Regions from separate parts of the Hordeum vulgare genome. Here regions 1 and 3 are each linked to region 2. A link is a contact called in public Hi-C data. All regions are on one chromosome and are shown on one strand. The core of a region is the stretch at or near the end of the contact, and the rest is flanking DNA. Distances in the headings are between cores, read along the strand shown.

The links. Hi-C and Micro-C count contacts between places; a contact is called where the count stands out from the background.
Region 1: a Hi-C map of seedling shows a contact between it and region 2, with 4 times the contacts expected there. The contact joins the promoter of LOC123443483 here to the promoter of LOC123443482 in region 2. A contact is called at or near these places in 3 of 6 Hi-C or Micro-C datasets (leaf and seedling).
Region 3: a contact with region 2 is called in a Hi-C map of seedling, with 2.9 times the contacts expected there. The contact joins the enhancer-like site here to the promoter of LOC123443482 in region 2. A contact is called at or near these places in 2 of 6 Hi-C or Micro-C datasets (leaf and seedling).

Annotation. Positions count from the first base shown.
Region 1 is chr3H:192,527,645-192,532,295 of MorexV3_pseudomolecules_assembly, forward strand. LOC123443483 (SUN domain-containing protein 1-like) reads left to right here and starts at 1,531. Exons shown (of 2, transcript XM_045119865.1): 1 at 1,531-2,694. The coding sequence starts at 1,663.
Region 2 is chr3H:192,013,039-192,018,047 of MorexV3_pseudomolecules_assembly, forward strand. It overlaps LOC123443482 (cell number regulator 5), which reads right to left and starts at 3,563. Exons shown (of 5, transcript XM_045119864.1): 1 at 3,545-3,563; 2 at 3,148-3,250; 3 at 2,360-2,536; 4 at 829-1,055; 5 at 238-646. The coding sequence starts at 2,534. The coding sequence ends at 494.
Region 3 is chr3H:192,786,317-192,791,169 of MorexV3_pseudomolecules_assembly, forward strand. It overlaps the pseudogene LOC123441620. Among protein-coding and RNA genes, the nearest start is that of LOC123443485, 250 kb to the left of the region's middle. Within about 2 kb of position 2,200, at least 3 of the 3 cell types and tissues checked have open chromatin away from gene starts, as enhancers often do. A contact at or near this core is called in leaf and seedling, where this site is marked.

The DNA of each region.
Region 1 (4,651 bases), core at 281-2,780, 510 kb after region 2:
AAATGAGTAAAAGTGGAGAAGAAAGTATCACATCAACTAGGCGGACCAATGGTCTATGAAGATGCCCATCAATCGATATCAATGCGAGGAGTAGGAATTGCCATGCAACAGATGCACTAGAGCTATACGTGTATGAAAGCTCAACCGAAGCTAAGTGGGTGTGCATCCAACTTGCTTGCTCATGAAGACCTCGGGCATTTGAGGAAGCCCATCATCGAAATATGCAAGCCAAGTTCTATAATGAAAAATGCCCACTAGCATATGAAAATGACAAAAGATGAGACTCTATATGAAAAACATGGTGCTTTCACTAAGCAGAGGTGTGGGAAAAGAGGTAGTAGCACTCTCCCTTCTCTCTTTTCTCTCTTTTTTTCTTTTTTTCTTTTTTCTTTTTCCCTTTTTCTCTCATTTTTCCTTTTTTTCTTTTTCTGTCTGGAGTCTCATCCCGACTCATGGGGGACTCATTGTCTCCATCATCCTTTCCTCACTAAGATAGTACTCTAATAATGATAAACATCACACTTCGATCTACTTACAACTCTATATGAAAAACTGTGAAACAATATGACTCTATATGAATGCCTATGTCAGTGTACCAGGATGTGCATTCACTCATTTTGTTTCGTATGTAGTCTCTTAGTGAAATCTCTAAAATGTCTTATATTTTGAAACGGAGGGAGTACCAACTAAATGCTGATTGGAGGGAAGGAACATATCACGTAGCTAATGGAAAACCACCGTGGTCGCCCTGCATTTCATAAGAGGCCTAAGAGCAAGTACAATAAGGTACAGTCAACAGACTGTAAGGATTAAAATACTATATTTTTGCTGAGTTGAATGAGAGAGAAGAGGAGAGAGAAGGGAAACGGGCTCTTCGTAAAGAGTCAGCTCTAGCACGTGCTCCTAGGTGCTTTGTGAGAATGAAACGCGGGCCATATATGATAAAAGTAGTATTTTTTTATAGCTAACTATTATACAAGCTAGTTATAAGGTGGACTATAAGACTGCTTATAGCCAGCAGTTGGCTATACTATTAACCATGCTCTAACACATCGGAACGGAGGGAGTATGTGTCATGCATGTTAATAAATGAGGTCATCTATGATACTATGCATTATGAAGGTAGTATCATATATAGTACCATATGCATGCTACTACTATATGATACTCCCACTATGGTCAGCCTTAATAACCAGCGCATGCATGCATGCATCAACTCCACTCGGCGTTAGCAGCAAATTGGGAAGGCGCATGCATGAGTAATACTAGTACTAATTAATAAAAGTAATTGATTTCACGCCTTAAACCTTGTCTATTTTAAAAACACACGTGAATTTAACTGTGTCTTAAACCGTGACAGAGGGAGTACTACTCAAAACCATCGAAATTGATTCGAGGCAACGTTGTAGGCGTGTGGATATGTGTGAAGGTAATGTTCCTATCCTGCGTCCCCACCCGTCGGTGGCCGCAGGAACAAGGACCGTCGTTTCAGCTTTTGATCCAGCCCAGCGTATGCGTGCCTGCCACGCTGTTGCTTTCCCTCTCTTCACTCCATTCGATTCGATCCCCACCCATTCAATTTCCCCGGAATTCCCCACCGATTTCCCCCCCAAAGTCGACTCCACCCAACCGCCTCTCCCTCGAACCAGATTCCCCACACCCATGGCGTCCCCGTCCATCTCCGCCGCTGCGGTGGCCAGCCCCGTCACCCCGGTAGCCCTAGACCCCAGCCCCATCGCATCCCGGCCCCCCGCCGCCACCGCCCCGGTGCGCAAGCGGCCGGTCCTCCTCCTCGACCAGCGCCCCCATCCCCCCACCCCGACGTCGCGCACCGCTGCCGCTGCTGCCGCCGCCGCTGCGCCCCTGTCCCAGGCGCGGCGGAAGAGGGGGCTGTCGTCCTCCGGTCGGCCCAGGTGGCAGACCGCGCTCAGCGTCGCCGCCAAGAACGCAGCCCTCCTAGCCGTGCTCCTTTACCTTGGCGACCAGGCCTGGCGCTGGGCGCACCCAGCCCCTCTCGCGCCGCCAGACAACGCTGCGCTCGCGGGTTACACTGCCCGCGTCGACGACGTCGAGGCCTCCCTCGCCCGCGCCTTCGGGGCGCTGAAGGTGCAGCTCGAGGCCGTGGACCGCAAGATCGACGGCGAGGTTGGGGCCGCTCGGGGCGAGCTCGCGGCGCTGCTGGAGGAGAAGAGGCTTGCCCTTGAGGGACAGCTCAACCTGCTGGACGCCAGGACCGACGACCTGAACGACGCGCTGGGCGGGCTCAGGCGGATGGAGTTCCTCAGGAAGGACCAGTTTGAAGCATTCCTGGATGAGTTCAAGGAGAGCCTAGGCTCAAACTCTGGCACTGAGGTCGATCTGGATCAGGTCCGCGCGTTGGCCAGGGAGATCGTCATGAGGGAAATAGAGAAGCATGCCGCCGATGGGGTTGGCAGGGTGGACTATGCCGTGGGATCTGCTGGGGGAAGAGTTGTCCGCTACTCGGAGGCATATGATGCTGGGAAACGTGGTGGTCTTCTTTCTGCATTACCATTTGGTGGTGGAGACAATGGTGACCAGTCACAGAAGATACTTCAGCCGAGCTTTGGGGAGCCCGGGCAGTGCTTTCCCTTGAAGGGGAGTAGTGGGTTTGTGGAGATCCAACTGAGGAAGGGGATAATCCCTGAGGCAGTCACACTGGAGCATGTGTCCAAGGTAATATTTCCTGACAATTCTCTGTTAACCTTGCATTCAGTTATTCGGTGCCCTAATATATTTCAAGTTTATTCATGAAATAGATAGTTTGACCAAAATGTAGGAGTATGATTAGTTGGCTGTTGCCTGTTTGTGAATACAAATTGTTAAGATCCTTAAGGGGCTTAATGTATAACTTTTTTGTGGCAGCTGAGTGATTTTGCTTAAGGGTTTTGATGCATATTCTCTTGTAGCATTTGGGTACTATCATGGTATGTTGGGAGGTCAATTTGAGACCATTTTATACGAATTACGAACTACACCTGTTTGGTTGTTAGCATTCTTAAGCCTTTATGTCTAGTCACAAGTACTATCAGTACACTCTATTTGCTCTGAATAATTGTTCTTAAAAACTTTGTGGATGTTTTTTTTTTCACACAGAACATTCGGATGCACCACTTTCTGATTTGTTTCTCAAACATTATGCTTTTGTTTAATACCACATCCTATATATACCTAAATAGTTGATCCCACTACATATATTAATCTCAACATGCACACATGCCATCTCATCAAAGGCTCACTGCACATGCATGGGAAAAAGTTTCCATTATTATTTGATCCCCATACTTGTATTTATCTCAATATGCACACATCCCACCTCACCACCCATGCCACCTCAAAGAGCCATCTCAACATGTATGGAAAAAGTTTTCCACTATATTATGCTACTTGTATTCAATAGATATTTTTCTACTATACAATAATCAAATACAATATATAATATGTACAAACCAAATCGCATTGAAATATATTGCAACTGATTCCAGCAACAACGCGTGGGGTGTCATCTAGTTTTATTAAATAACTATACTAGTAATATATTTCCAGTGAACTCATCACAGTTCTGAGCCAGTGAACTATACTTCACCATTTCGGAATTTGGTATATTATTGATCTTAGTTGAAGCCAATGATACCGCTGTTTTATTTTGTTCCTGTTAATTTGAACTTTTAAAGTACAATTCAGGTACTCCCTCCGGTTCGAATTAATTGACGCAGCCTCTATACAATGTCCTCTATTCATTGTATAGAGGCTGCGTCAATTAATTTGGATCGAAGGCAGTAGTTTTTACTGTTATTTTTATTTTTATTGACTGGAGGCTCAGCTTTGTTGTAGGCTTGTCTCATTTTGTTCTCATCCTTCTAACAAATAACTTAATTGTTGCTTCATCTCCTGCTATAGGCAACCTGACTAAAAGAATAGAAGGTAAATGTGATTGTCCTATTTTTTTCTTAGTTAAACTTAAGTTCATAAAAATAATAATCAATATATACAATATGCAATAAATTAATTTATGAAAGCATAGTTCATCATAGATCTAGTGGTATTGATTGGGTAGTGTAGACGCTGCTATTATTTTCTATAAAACTGGCCAGATTTAAAATGGTTTGACTTGAGACAAGTTAATAGGCCCCGTAAACCCAGACGGAGGCAGTACTGATTTAGCACATAGCTGTATCAGGTTATGGCCTTTTGATGCTTATTGGAAATGTAATAGTAAATGTCTATTCTTGATAGTTAACCGTGTTTACTCTATCCGTAGTTATTTTGGGGGAAAATATGTCAGGTTAGTCATCGTTGAAGCGAAGTGGGGAACCATAAACTCTGGCATTAGGGGGTGTTTGTTTCCAGGGACTTTTTGGTGTAGGGACTAAAAAAAGTCCCTTTTAGTCCCGTGTGAAACAAACAGGAGGGACTTTTAGGGACTAAAAGGTGTATTTGGGACTAAAGGAAGAAGTCCCTATGGGAGGGTCTTTTTGGGACTTTTTTGGCACTTTTTCCAACAGTGCCCCTACTTTTAGCATGTCATTTAATAACTTCTAGTATATTAGTAGGGGTAACATGGTCTTTTTGCATGTCATTTAATGACCTCTAGTCCTTGTTTAGTCCTTGGAAATAAACGGGTAGGGACTAG
Region 2 (5,009 bases), core at 2,313-4,812:
TTTTGTCATTTCAAAAAAAATCCTATTTTGTTTTTTCTTTTGTCCCAGGCACATAAAATTTTATTTCTTCACAAAAATTTGCAAAGGGTAGAACATTCTTTTTTTTTTTGCGATAAAGAGGGTAGATCATTCATAGATGTGTATATTGTAAAAGAATTCATAACTTCAAAGAAAATTCTATTGTTTTCGATTTTACTGTTCATCCAGGTGCATATGCACCCAAAGTAGAAACTCATGTCCAGGAGAACACTCTTTGTTTCCATTTCATTTCTACATGTATGAAGAAAAAATGTTACATGCTATAATCGTGCAACAAAAGGGTTACATTTTCTCGCGCTGTCCATTAGTTTACAGGTTATCTTTACACCAGCTGCATAAAATCTGACATCGTAGCTGTGGGAGCAGTGCACAGTAACACAAATACTTACAGGCAAGGGCATGTCAAGCCAACCAAAGATTTGCCAGGCAGGATATGTTCTCGTCATCTACTCAGTCAAAGGTCATCCATTGTCTGCACAGGAGGTGGAGTAACATCAGGAGCTGAAGAGGCGCTACTGTCTGATCTCTCGCGGATCTCCCTGTACTCTTGGCATATCGCACACAGATGGCAAAATAAGTGCGTCGTCAAATCGCCGCATGGTGCTTCCTGCAAAGTAAGAACATTTGTGATAAACAACTTTGGTCAAGGAAAGGAACACATAGCTAAAATAAATCACAACATGAATGCATAATAAGGTAATTGCGAAGGATTATGACATGTCAGCGGGCAAGGAGAAACAAACAACAATAGAGGATATTAACAGACTAGCACAAGTTCAAACTACGCACCGGAAGGTTGTACTTCGTTCTTAGTGCTTGGCGGTATCCACAAGCATAACAAGCAACAGCAGACCCTGGAACTGCTAATACAAGCCCCCCAGTACACAGACAGCAGAAACTTGTCAGAAGGCCCCAAAGCATGCAATGGGTGGTGCATGATCCAGCGAGAGTTCCAGATCCCAAGAACTGTGCATTTTTTCCAAAAAGAAAGCAGGGGCAAGTCGCACCAATACAACCTAGAAATAAGACGAGAACAATTTAGGGCATAAGAACAGTTTTCCTTTCCTGCAATTAAAGGGTATTTTTATGCATGTCCTGATAACACCCCCAAATTGGATTCATGTTATTTCTAAGCCTATCAGGACTTTGTCAAACAAAGCAATGCGGCAATAGTCCACACAAAATTAAAGTATTGGGAAGCAGAATTAAGAGGTGGTTAATGGATGTAGGACCAACTCTGCATTGCAGGCTTAATGTGTCTTAAACATTCTCCTTAAAGATGCCCTTGAAATAGTACCAAGAAATCATGTTTCAATATTGTTTTACTATATAAGCCATAAAAAGTCAGTCATATACTAAGCACCTAGTTACTGTGAAACCAGACGACATCCAGAAAAGCCCGAGAGAAAGAGCAACAAACAGGATAAGACTAAATATTAACATGTTCTGTTGAAATAGGTTAAGAATAACATCGATCTGATCTTACATTATCTATTCAAATTTAAATTCATATTTCCCTCCAATTCAGCTTCATACTAACATGCAAATGGTAGCTAGCTGCATTTGTAACCACGAGAAGTAGTTCTGATTTTGTTTCCAATCCTCTGCCAGTAACCATAGTCCATATATGAGAAGGCAGTAGGAAGCTATTGATAACTTCTCGATAAATTGGCACATTATCACAGATTTCTCTATTTATCTTAAGGATCTCAGTTTGTCTCATCATTATACAAGTTTGACTCCAGTGAGATTGCGCGAGTAATGTTAACACTCGGAACACTGAACAGCACAGTTGATTTTGCTACTCTTGTATTAATATTTTACTACCAAAGATAAGATATTATCTTCATCTAGAAAGATGTATTGGAACATTAATACATTACTCTCGTATTGTTTTAATACTTGAATATCAATTACTTCATGGTTATTTATAACCTAGAGGTGTAGCTAAGCATTTGACCAGGTTACCCCAGCGGCCAAGAAATATAGAGGTACTGCCCGTCTCTACAAGAACTACATATAACTCAGAGCACCACCAACTACTGAAATTCAAAAAATAAAGGCAAGAAGTTTTTCTCATGAGTCATAACTATGAACAATTTCTCTCTGTATTATGCACTTGCTCCTACTTCCTTATGCACTATGTAGTAAGACTAAGAGAACATCAGACTAACCACCACTAGGTACAGAAAAACGAAGATATTAAATAGGCTACTAGGTACCGTTTGAAGATTTACTTTTTATCCTATCATGCAACCAAATAGCACCTTTTATCTTTCCTTCTGTAATTCAAGGAGTCACGGGTCAGAAAGTAGCATACAGCTCTGTGGATCATCAAAACAAGCACAGATGCCTGAAGACCATTGTGTAGGATCCCTGCTTAATCTTTGGCGCGTGGCAATGTTCTCCTCCACCTCAGGAACGCTATCCTCCTCAGTATCTACACCATATAACGGAACATACTGCGGCGGAACATAGCTTCCTTTTCCAACCATCTCTGTAACACAAAGGCAGTTCTGGTAAAATAAAAGAATTACAACTTCACTAAGAGAAGATAAAACATTCAACACTGCCGCATAACGTGGTGCAAAGACCGAGCTTTAGTGATGACATTATGAATTGTGAACTCCGGGTGTGTTTGAGGTTTCGCGATGCCATTTCGAATTGTAAACTTCAGGAGTATTAAAGACCAACAGAAGAATTCAGCATGCTTTTGAAAGAGTAAATGCATGTTTACCAATTAACTCTTGAATTGATAGCATGTCCTAATCCAGATAACTCACAAGAAATATATAATCGAGAAATATAGCAAGTTGGCAAAAACAAGCAAGACAACATTCCTGGTTGTTCGTGGGAAAAGATAGATTTTGCATCGGAACCACCATCTTCACGCGATATGAATTCAAGCTTTCCTATTCGGTGTCGAACTCATGAACTCAACATAGAAACAGAATTATGGATCTAATCCACAAATCGAGAAACCATATAACGGTAACAACGGATTCTTTCCTACGATTGCGCCACACGGAACTCTTATAATAATGGTAAATAATCCTATCAGGGAGGACGTGAGATAAATTAACAAGTAAAAAATGCCAGACTGCTCACCAATAAATCGGTAAAGACCCCTGAAGCGCCGACGACCAAATTGGTGCTTATCCGCGGCCTCGCCTCACCAGTTCCGGAACGCTCTGTCCGCCGAATGCCCGAGCTGCGGATTCCAGATTTCAATTGATCAAGAAAGAAAGCAGAAACCCGATCCAGGAACGAGGTGAGATTTGGGCAAAAGCCAACAAAAGAAAATCGCGTCGGATGCCACCCGTCGGATATTCGGGCGGCAGATAAGAGGGAAGGGGAGGGGAGCCGGTGGCTGTATTGCCGGCGTCGTACATGCGCTTCGGCAGGAGGAGATATCCGGTGCGTGTTAGGAATGGACGGGAGGGCGAGGTCGAGCTTAGCTCGGGGAAGAACCGGAGAACACGTAACACGTTCCGAGGAAGCTCACCTTGAGAAACCGCCGCAGCGCTTTGAGATTCGCGGCGGAACTGTCGGTGCTCGCCCAAGTTTTTCCCTCAGCCACCATGGCGATGCAGCCAAACCTAGCCAAGTGGGCTGGCACAGTACGGCCCAGCCCACGCTTAAACATGACAGCACAGCACGCCTAGGCACGTTTATATGTGGGCCATGCCGTCTCGGCGGGCATTTGCTCGGCACCCGTTGCGGACGAATCCTACTCCGCATTTAACATCACAGACACCGGTTGAGAGTAACTAGTTGAGGAGCATTTCCTTAAAAGCCTCTTAACAATCAGTCCGATGCATTGTCATTTGATGCGGTTTTAGCCTCCGCCACGTGTCATGTTCTCAACGTTTTCTTCGAATTTTGTCTTTTTTTCACATACATTTTTGACTTTCTAGATTATTATTTTTTTAAGTTTTTTTGCGTTCCAGTTTTTCATCGGTATTCCTTAGCTTTTGGGCGAAAAATAAAAAAAATCGTGACTTTGTTTTTCGTGGGAGATACGGTTTTGCTTAAGCGAGAGGCATAGTTTGAAGTGTTTTCTGCTTTTTTTCCTATTTTGCATGCGTCTGGTTCTCTGCAATTGACGTCTGAGCGGCATTGGGTCGGCCCATTATGGATTTATTTTCCTGTTTTGGAAAGTCAAAAAGATATGCACATGGGGATTCGAGCACTAACCTCTAACTACCAGGCCACCACTATGCTAGCACCGTACACAACCGAGGAGGTCAAGAGTGCCTTATTTAGCATCGGGGATTTGAAGGCACCCGGATCGAATGGATTACACGCAATCTTTTATGAGAAATTTGCCAATTCTAGGTGAGGAATTGGGACAAGAAGTGATGCATGCAATTAATATTGGGTTCATCCCGGAAGGGTGGAACATGACAACTATTATGCTCATATCGAAGATTGAGAATCCGGAGACGATATCCCAATTTAGACCCAGCAACTTATGTAACATTTTTTATAAAGTTATATCAAAGATGTTGGCTCCGAGACTTAGATTACTACTCCAAATATCATCAGCGAAACACAGAGTGCCTTCATGCCAGGAAGGATTATTACTGACAACGTAATTGTGGCATATGAGTGCCTGCATACGATGAAGAAAAGGAAAACAGGGGGAAGTTGGAACTTGTGAGGTGAAGCTAGACATGGAGAAAGCATATGATAGAGTAGAGTGGGTGTTTCTAAAATCCATACTTGGGAAACTTGGCTTTGATGCGAGATGGATCAACCTAGTAATGGTGTGTGTGACTTCGTTCACTACAAAGTAAGGTTCAACTCAAACGAAACCTTACCATTCTCACCAACCAGGGGTCTTCGGCACGGGGATCCACTATCTCCTTATCTGTTTCTCTTGTGTGCGGAAGGTCTATCTGCACTAATTGATCACGAGGAGAATGTTTGGAATTTAAAGGAAGTACAGGTGTGTCGTGACTCCCCCA
Region 3 (4,853 bases), core at 950-3,449, 770 kb after region 2:
GCAAAAGCGGGTGGTAATCGTATCATTATTAACTCAGACAATATGGAGGTCATTGAGACAATGAACGATGGAGGACGATCTGCGAGTGCGGTGGCGGAAATATTCGATGACTATTTTCATTGTGCGTGTGATTTTGTAGTTACTAGATTTGAGCATTGTAATAGAGAAGCAAATAAAGTTGCTCATGAGATCGCTAGACTAGTAAGATTTTCTCAGTCTTCTGATTGGTTTGAAGAACCATTAGTTGAAATTGTAACGTTACTCTTAAACTATGTTTTGATTATCTCTAACGAATAAAGTTCATGTTTTACTCAAAAAAAGGAGTTCATCATCAGCAACAACATATGTTATCTTTTGAAGAGTGGTGTCTCCTAGATTGGTTAGATGTCACTTGGGAGCCCCAAACTTGTAGAGTTGAACCAAAGAGTTTGCAGGGGCAAGGAGTCGTTACTTTGTGAATCTGTGATCACTTATACAAGGTTGCTTCTTCGTGGACCCTTCATGGGCGGAACCCTTCATGGGCTCGCGCAACCATTATCCTTCGTGGGTTTAAGTCTCCATCAATATGGAAGTACCATAGCACCTCCTATCAAAACCATGCCAAAAATCATCATGTCTTCATTGCATTTAATTTTCTCCAAACCATTCTTCAACTTTCATGTGAAGAGTCTTTACTTTCCCTTGACACTAAGTATACTTGCATGTGTAGGGTGCTAGTAGACTTGATAGAATTTCTATAATCTACGAATAACTAAAACTGAGAAAAGACAATATTTTTAATTGATCAAGTAGTCTAGTCACTCCCTCTCGACCTACTTTCGATCCTACATCAGGGAGCTCCGAGAGCGAGGGCAAAGAGCGGAGGGGTGGAGTGTAGCAACATAAGGGTCCAAGAGAGGGGTTGTCTTGGACCAACCTCTCAGATTCGATGTAGTGGACACTTGACACTCTTTTATAACTCTTCTCCATTTGGATGAGATAACTGGATCTCGCCTATTCTGACTGTTTAGATATAAACTTGGAAGCCCACTGAATTACTAGTGTGTGAACCAAAATAAATGCCCACCTTGAACATGCCCTAAGAGGCCCCACTTGAGTAGTATCTCCTGTGCCCCTAGCTCGTTCGTGAGTTGCCTAAAATTAGGAGAGAGTGGCACTGCCTTTGAGACTTGTTAGTCGGCTCTTCAAGCGCTCGCGAGCCAAACCCACGTTGACATGTGTACCCGCGTGGGTCGGCCCAATAACGTAACTGCTACCTCGCTAAATCACCCTCACATTTGTTCGCTTGGTTGACCGTTGTTTGTTTGATTGGTTGGTCGTTGGTTCATGACCATTGTGTGTCGACTTTCTCTACACAATTAGAGATTTGGAATGCAAACACGTTCCTAATTTGAAAGAAACACCAGTTTAAGAAAGGTTCAAGGATTTGAAAATACTCACGAGTTTGAAAAGATCATGAATTCTAAAATATTCGCAAATTTGAAAAAAGTTCATGAATTTAATTTTTTTTTGAAAAAAGTTCATGGATTGAAAACCGGTCAAGAATTTGAAAAGGGATTAGAAGTTCAAAAAACATTTACAAATTTGAAAAACGTTCATAATATTAAAAAAAGCTCACGAATTTGAAAACGGGCCAAGAAAAAACAGAAAAGGAAAAAATAATGAAAAAACAGAAAAGGAAACATAATTAAAAACCTTCATAACTCGTCCCAAGAAAACTAGGCGAACATTAACCCAGAAAAAAACTATGAAACCTTGTAAAAGCGTCCCAAAACTGAGAAAAATAGCCTACATTTTTTAGGGATAAAAAACTATATATGGACCAGCCATATTAGCGTAGAGAAACTTGGCACATGGCGGTGTGGACGAGCATAAAAGAAAAATGGTAAAAGGACATAGCAACAGACGGTGTGCACCAAGTTTCACAAAAAGTAATAACTACTCTCTCCATTTCTAATAAACGACTCAACTTTATACTATCTCTAATACAAAACTACATTAAGATTGAGACACTTGTTTTAGGATAGAGAAAGTAGTGCTTAAGATACTAAATAAGAATTGGAGCTACCTTTTAGGTTAGGGCTAGTTTTCGGCCCTTGGAGAGAATCAGATGGCGTCGGCTACTAATGGATCCATTGTGGCCCAAAAAAGTATTGCAGAGATCTTCGGTTTATAGGGACAGCCTATGTCTCGCTCGTAGCAGGACATAGGGCAGTCTTGCCCGTGAGCACACTATACGGAGTCGGTGTTGGACTGGCTCAATAGGGACCAGGCGTCGACATCGTGTTTATTTTCTTCCTTTTATCCTATTTTTATTTGTAATAAAGAAAATCCTAAAAATAAAACACGTGAATCTGAAAACTGTTAACACTGAAAAAAATTTGTTTGTGCAACTAAAACATTTGTATAATTTTACAAAATGTTCGTGGGCATGATTTGTTTTTCGGTATTTAAGAACAATCCATGTGTTTTTAATGTATATACAGTGTCAAAAATAATTAATTTGCATAGTAGAAAAAATGTTTCATACCATTTAAACAAATGTAAGTGACATTTTATAGAATTGTTCCCGTGTTTACAAAAAATATTTAGGATACTTAAAAATGAATATAATTTTTTTTCGCGTAGTATTGAATAATTTTTTATTACCATTTAGAAAATATTTCAACAAGTATTTGAAAATGTACCGACCATTTATTACCAAGTATTAGAAAAGCTGTTCAACACATGGTATTAATTTTTTTTGAAACATACATTGTACATCTGAGAAATGTACAATGTGTACCAAAAAACTTTTCATTTGTGCACTAAATATAAAACTGTGTAAAGATAAAAAAAAAGTACAAATGTGTTGAAAAAATGATAAGAAAAGACCAAGAAACATAAGAAAGAAGAAATGCAAGGAAGAAAAATAGAAAACCGAAGTATAGGAAAAACATGAAAATTTTGATTTTTTATATATATTAGAAAAATTGCAAAACGTAACCTCTGAATTAACACTTAATCATGCATTTGAAAAGTAGTAAACATGAATAGATTTTCTTTTTATATATAATGTACAACCTGTATGGTAAAAGTAGACATAAAAACTAAATATATGAAAACATGTTAATGATATAATTAAAAAATTAAACTTGTGAATAAAAACTATTCCTGATGTATACAAAAAGTGCACAACGTGTAAAAAAGTTAGATATCAAAAACATATAAACGAAAAATCTTAATAATGTATATTAAAAATATTATATTTTTATAAAAATAATGTTTAAAACACACATATATATAGAAAATGTTAAACATCAGTATGAAAATGTTCCTTAGATATAAATAAATCTGCAATATAGATTTTTAAAACTAAAAATCAAAAATCAAATATTTGGAGAAAAGTTTAATCATGTATTTACAAAATATTCGACATGTCCATAAAACATATTTCAAACATATACGGAACATGTTTCATGTATATGAAAAAATTTAATATATATAAAAAATGTTCATGTTCTACACTAAAGGGTATAGAAAAAATATACTCCCTCCGTTCGGAAATACTTGTCCTAAAAGTAGATGTTTCTAGACTTATTTTAGTTATAGATACATCCTTTTTATACATTTCTAGGACAAGTATTTCCGGACGGAAGGAGTACAACAAAAGGCAGCTTAAAACCTTGTAAACCGGGAAAGAAACAAAGAAATCCGAAGGTAACCGAGTATAAAAGAGAGAAAACGACAAAGAAATAAAGGAAAACTAAAAATAACATTGAAATATTAAATTGAAACAAATAAAACCAACAAAAAACAAAAGAAATTTCGTACGAAAGAATGAAAACAATGAAATGGAGAAATAAACAGTTAAAAAAAGAAAACCAAGGAGGAAACAAGGAAAACCAATGAAAACAGGAGAACAATAGAAAGATATCTTAAAAAGGTGAAAACCAACAATGAAAGAAACAAATAGAAAACCAGTGAATAAATAATGAAAACCAAAATAAAAAACAAAATACAAGGAGAAAAAAGCAAATGGCACCTAAAAGAAATAGGACAAAAGTCGGGGAGTTCCTAGTCGGCGTATTAAACGTCGGCTAGGAGAACTGGCGCCCACGCGCCCAGGAAATTGGGCCAGCCCAGTTTTACGGTCGCTTTCGTATAGGAAGTACCAAAAAGCAAAAACATTTGAAAATATGTTCACGCATTTTAAATGTTCAATCTGATCTGGAAAATGGGTTCATAAATTTTTAAAAAATTCATGGATTTTTAAAAAATAGTTCATGAACCTGAAAAAAGTTCATCAATTTTAAAAAAATAATCAAATTTCAAAACTTTATCGAATTTCGAAAAAAGTTCATGAAATTTGAAGAAAGTTCATCAAAATTTTAAAAATAAAGTTCATCAAAATTTTAAGAGAGTTCACCACAGGTCAGAAAAGTTCATCTATTTTTTTAATAAGGAAAATCATCAATTTTTAATAAAAACACGAATTTTGAAAAAATTCACGCATTAACTTAAAAGATAAAATGAAAAAATAAAACCCCAATAAAACAGCCCCGCAAATGACCAGCGAATCGGGTAAAACGGTTTGGGAAGGTTCTGGAAGCTTCCAAAAATTGAGGAATTCCCGCTATCGGAGCAACAAATAAAAACAGGAATAACATGTTTGTAACACGTAGTCGTTTGTCGCGTAGTAATGGGCGTCGCTCGCATCGAAGTAACTAGTCACGTGTTCGAACTCCCACAGCGTCCCTTTTTTCTAAACGTTTTAACGAATAAAGATGAACCGGCCCATCCCATACAGGTGAAGGGATGCGTTACAGGTGCCCGTTTGTGAACAGGCGCATAAGCGTCCAAAGAGAAACGAC